2 separate regions of the Zea mays genome follow, and region 1 is linked to region 2. Evidence: chromatin contacts called from public Hi-C data. All regions are on one chromosome and are shown on one strand. Each heading gives the region's core, a stretch centred on a gene start, on an enhancer-like site or on the middle of the called end of the contact. The rest is flanking DNA. Distances are from core to core; before and after follow the strand shown. Region 1 has its middle 97 kb from the start of LOC103655493. Region 2 holds the start of LOC100502533 (cryptochrome 2).

What was found. A called contact is a pair of places that touch in the nucleus more often than the background predicts.
Region 1: a Hi-C map of bundle sheath shows a contact between it and region 2, with 2.3 times the contacts expected there. The contact joins the enhancer-like site here to the promoter of LOC100502533 in region 2. A contact is called at or near these places in 2 of 25 Hi-C or Micro-C datasets (bundle sheath and endosperm).

What each region holds. Positions count from the first base shown.
Region 1 is chr4:129,047,518-129,050,217 of Zm-B73-REFERENCE-NAM-5.0, forward strand. No RefSeq gene overlaps it. Among protein-coding and RNA genes, the nearest start is that of LOC103655493, 97 kb to the right of the region's middle. Within about 2 kb of position 1,339, at least 16 of the 20 cell types and tissues checked have an H3K27ac peak or open chromatin away from gene starts, as enhancers often do. A contact at or near this core is called in bundle sheath, where this site is marked.
Region 2 is chr4:128,871,733-128,874,547 of Zm-B73-REFERENCE-NAM-5.0, forward strand. It overlaps LOC100502533 (cryptochrome 2), which reads left to right and starts at 1,370. Exons shown (of 5, transcript NM_001197008.1): 1 at 1,370-1,959; 2 at 2,529-2,744. The coding sequence starts at 1,608. It also overlaps a transcript of LOC100277665 not described here.

The sequences.
Region 1 (2,700 bases), core at 89-2,588, 180 kb after region 2:
CCATTGAAGAGGGAGTATTTTGGATGGTGTGGCCAACCCCTAGTGGCAAGATTGTTCGCAGCAAGGACCTTGTCCTGTAGAAGAATTGAAGCAAAAACCTTGCATTTTGATTCAACCCTTGCCCTCTAGACAAAGCCAACTTTGATGTGGGTGTAAGATCCGATGAATTGCGCTTTGTAGGCTGAATTAACTGTGAAGGCATCATCAGGGCTCCATTTCCAAGTAATGGTGTTTGGAACCTATGGTTGAAGATGGAAATCTTGGAGTCTAATCCAAAGGGAGACAAATTCTTTGATCTAAATCGAGGATGTGATCTTGCTTCTCTAAGACTTGATCCAATTCCCGCCATTGAACTCACAAGCAATCGTCCTATTTTTTCTTGATACTAGCTCGAAGAGGTGTTTGTCTAGGTTCCTTGGTCCATGCCATCAAGCCAACTGTCTTGCCATCTCCCACATGACAATGGTGGAGGCACTAAAAAGAAGCATGTCCATAATGTTACAAGGCACATCGATCCCTTTCTAAGGGTGATCACCACCTTCTAGTCCTTCCAAAGTGAGTAAAATCGAAGGGCATGTATGAACTTGTCGAGGTTGAGAACGCCCATACCACCTAGGGCTTTGGGCTTGCTGACTAGCATCTATGTGATAGTCACCTAGAGGGGGTGAATAGGTGATGCCTGAAAAACACAACTTAAACAAAACTTAATCCAAATTAAGTATTAGTTTAAAACATGCTTGTTTATAAACAAGAATTAGAAACACTCTTTCGAATACAACTTTCCTTCATGTGTTTTATTAGCTAGATAATCTTCTAAGATTAACTTAACTAATATTCTTAGGCTAACAAGTTATAGCAAGTTTACTATTTTCAATTTCACTTGTAAAATTAATTCCTAATTTCATTTGGTATTAAAAGGAGTTATTTTCTTGAACTATATCCGTTTTCTTGGCCAAACAAGTTCAAACTTCACTCAAGGGCTAGAACAAACATACCAAGTCCACCCAAAAGTTTTTATGATTTTTTAAACTCCTAATATACTTCTAAAATTCTAATAGGCTTTGCATAAGCATCTTTAAATGCTATATAATTTATTGTTTGCAATAAAAACCTTGAAACTATTTTTATTAAATAATATATGATTTTAGGAGTATACTAAAATTGGTCCCTTGATTTTACAAATTTTCTATTATTTTTAATGGATTTTACAAGCTACCAGTAAAAAGAAAAAGAAAAATAAAAATCTAGAATATGATTGGGCTGAATCTAGCTCGAGCCAGCCCACGGACAGGGAAAGCGCATGCCCGTGTCTGCGCCCGCGCGCGTGACTTTGCGCAAAGGCCCCTCGCCATTCAATTAATCAGGTATGAGCCCGCGACACTATTCCCTTTGTCACTGACATTTACGCTTTACCACTCCTATTTCTATTTCTTCACGTGCTTGGGTCCCAGACAGCGCTCTGGTCGAGCACCAGGTCGGAGTCGCGCGTACCCGTCGCTGGCAACCTATTCTGGTGGTAGCGAGTAAACAGGCTTCATTCCCGCAGCTAACTGAGCACGTCCCCGAAGAAAAATGGAACGATCCGACCCATGAACACCCTTGTCCATGATAATGGCGAACGCCGAGGCTCGACAAGCTTGTTCCGAGCACAACAACACGGTAGCATTCAATTGAAGTGCATGGAGAGCTTCGGTGTCATATCAGAGCTATGATGCTTGCGTAAATTCGGGCGGAGAACTCCTAGATTAGCTGGTTGACGCGAAGGGCGGTCTACGCGGTGCCCAGCGACGACGAGACGACGTTCTCGGAGTTTCAGTGTGGTAGAGTTCAAACGGCCGATTCCATAAGCAACTAGGGGTCGGAGAAGTACCAGGATGCAAGCCAGAGGGGCATAAACTAACCCGAGAAGCGCTAGCCACGGTGAGATGCACCACAGCGGCGCTGGTGATCTTTGGGGGAATCCGATGAACTCAAGCTACGTTGAACGGTGGGAGGTGGTTGAGGGTGGGCTGGACGCGTAATAGAGAGGCGGAGAAAGGGGAACACTCAATTTAAAATCTTGGTCAACCCTATTGTGAATTTTGGCTAGGATCGAGCTCGATGGTGGTTGGGATATTTCACAGAGCGTGTTTCACCGTGAACACTCAATTTAAAGATCCCCAACGTCGATAGAACGGCGGGCCCGCATGGCAAGTGGATGTCATGCATAAGCCGGCCAAGCGCCTATGTTCCTCCCTCTGAAGATCTTTTACCTTGTCATGTACTCCAAATTTGGTGCGAATCTCTGTGGCGAGCTCGTATCACGGCGCATGATCAATGGCGGCGAGGTGCATTGCACCTGTGATCTAATTCAGTTTACTGTACAATGTAGTACTCCATTTCAGTGTCCCACAGAGCTACATTGAGGGCATATTACTCCCATTTCCAAGTAGTAACATACCAAATCGACTTCATCAAAGTTGTTCTCCTATATAACATCTTCAACTTCGTCACACTGACCTTGGTCTTAACTTCAATGGATCAGTCACAAATTGGCTCCAAAGTTGACTATATGTCATTGAATCCTTAGTTTCAGAATTGTTCTAGTCTGACAACCCAACTTTGGGGATGTTTTACACTATGTTCCATATAGTTTTAGGACTAGGTCCCTTACTCAAATTTGCACTACTATAGTAGCCTTACAAATTTGTCATAGTGATT
Region 2 (2,815 bases), core at 120-2,619:
ATTTTGTTCTATTATTATTTATTATGGTTTGGTATTTACTTACATTTAGTAATTGCTAATAAAATTTTGACCAACTTATTAAAAGCAATGCTCAGCTTAAACCCCTATTGCTGATCAGCTTTGCACATTACATGAACTCCCATCTTTAGTGAGTTCATACACATTATTCCCCACAACTTGTTGACCGATGAACACGTGTGAGCTCACCCTTGCTATCTCACACCCCCACAAGAAAAGAATAGGTGGTTCAAGAGTAGCCACACAACGAGGTGTTCGATTCGATCTAGGTGGCGTCTTCTAGTTGACTTGCGCCAAGGATGATCCTTAGTTTGTTTTATATTTATATTTTATTTTGTAAGACTCCCGCTATGTAATAAGTACTCTGGTTATATTGTGACATTTATCTCTATACACTCTGTTATTATATATGTTGTCTTCTTGGCGCATGTATGAGATGCACCCGGCTTTGTTTCTTAAAACCGGGTGTGACATCGCCCTTTGATTATCTCCAACAGCTCTTCTATCACGTCCTATATCATATCTTTATTTTAAACTTTAATCTGTAAATAGTGATATCTACAGTGCTATTTTACACGGTCAAATGTACGATCTGCTGAAGATAGCCTAATTAGCCTCAATATTAGATGACAGAGTACCATGTTTTATAGAATATTATTTTTAGATAATTTTTAAACCTTAGAAAGTTTTTTATACATAATAGAAAATAAGTTTATTTTTTAAAAATTACTTTTACATCCGATCGGACGTGGCAAAAAAAAGTTACAAGCGATAATGCCAGTGGCTAAGGGGGTGATTGACAGTGCTCTAGGTTCCAGGCTCAGTGTTAAGTTATGTTGTATACTATAAATTTAAACATTTTTAAAAATATATTTTTAACCTGAATATAAAACAAAATAACTTATTTATGTCTTCTAAAAGTTTATAACTTCAGTTTTATGATTTTCTAAAGTTCCTAATAACATGCTTCATAAACTTGACCAAATTTTATGAGTTGAACGGGAATCTAATGGCCCACGCAAAATGGGAAAACAAAAGGAAAACAAAAATGGAGAGGGAATATGTTATGGGAAAGGCCAAGCGCAGGCGAGCACGAGGAGATAAATGGCAAAGAGGACGAGGCAAGAGCAAATCCGAACCAACCAATCCCAATATCCGCAGGCCTCCCTCTGCACTGGACCACACCACACCCTCGCCTTTCCCGCAACCCAGAGCCCCTCTGCCAATCTCTGCACAACATCATCGATTCCCCAGGCGAAAAAAAATACTCTGGACCCTTTTTTTCAATCAGATTTTCAATCAGAGGAGGGTAGATTGGATTTGTCAGATTATCCGATCTCCACTGCAGCCTCTCTGAAGAGAAGAGGCCCATCCAGTCCAGCCTTTCCGCAGTTCCTGGAGCAATCCTGGCTCAGTGCGTGAAGCAGCTTGATTCGCCTGCGCAACTGATAGTCATAGAAGGGAGCCAAGAGCTTGTTCTTGGCTGCTTGACCGATTCTTGATTGAGCTGCTGCGGATCTTGCCAAAGGGCCAAGAGCTTGCTGTGTCTGGAATTCTTGGTCAGCCGTGCCGGATAGGGTGAGGGTGCCATGACAGCATCGCAGTCCTCGATGAGCGGCGGCGGGGAGCCGGGGGTGCGGACGGTGGTCTGGTTCAGGCGAGACCTGCGTGTGGAGGACAACCCGGCGCTGGCGGCGGCCGCTCGGACGGCCGGGGAGGTCGTGCCGGCGTACGTGTGGTCGCCAGAGGAGGACGGGCCCTACTACCCCGGCAGGGTGTCCCGGTGGTGGCTCAGCCAAAGCCTGAAGCACCTCGACGCCTCGCTCCGCCGGCTCGGCGCCTGCCGCCTCGTCACCCGCCGCTCCAGCGACGCTGTCGTCGCGCTGATCGACCTAGTCCGCAGCACCGGCGCCACCCACCTCTTTTTCAACCGACTCTACGGTTCGATCCCCCCTCTCTGTCTCTCTCTGCTCTGCTCTAGGTGTTGTTTTACGCCTTGCTACATGTTGCAGCTGTTCTTGGCTTCTTGCCACAGTATATGCAAATCGTCAGCTTGACTTCGTGTCAAAAATCGATTTTTTATCATGGTATTCTAGCCTTGCTCTATCGGGTTTGGTTGAACGGGATCCCGTACTTCACTATCTAAATAGTAAATCACAGGATATATATACAGAATTTTAGAGAAGAGGATCTTTCCATGAACAGTTTCGCTTTCGTATATCTGCCATTAATGGATATCTCATATACTCCACACGTAAACCAACTCCAAGCTTAGTTTAGCAATTAGCATCCTGCCTTACTGACTTTGGTCGCCGTCGCCGTCGCCCTCCTTAATTCCAAAAAGTCCTTGCACCCAGCCAATTGTACTCACCAAACAAAACAACCTGCATCTTTCTTCTTTGGAGTTTCCTTTTCTCCCAAGAACCATCAATAAAAATAAACTTTGGGGCCCGGTTGACACGAACGGTCCTCGATTCCTCACCGATCGCTGTCTCGTGCCCGCCGTGCAGACCCGCTATCGCTGGTCCGGGACCACCGCGTGAAGGAGCAGCTGTCGGCGGAGGGCATCACTGTGCAGTCCTTCAACGCCGATCTGCTGTACGAGCCGTGGGAGGTCCTCGACGACGACGGCTTCCCCTTCACCATGTTCGCGCCATTCTGGAACAGGTGCCTGTGCATGCCGGACCCTGCCGCACCACTGCTGCCGCCCAAGAGGATCAATTCAGGTATCCAAATGCATTTGCCTACAGAGTTCTAATGGCCACACTGGATGACGTGAAAAATGCTGAGCTCCACA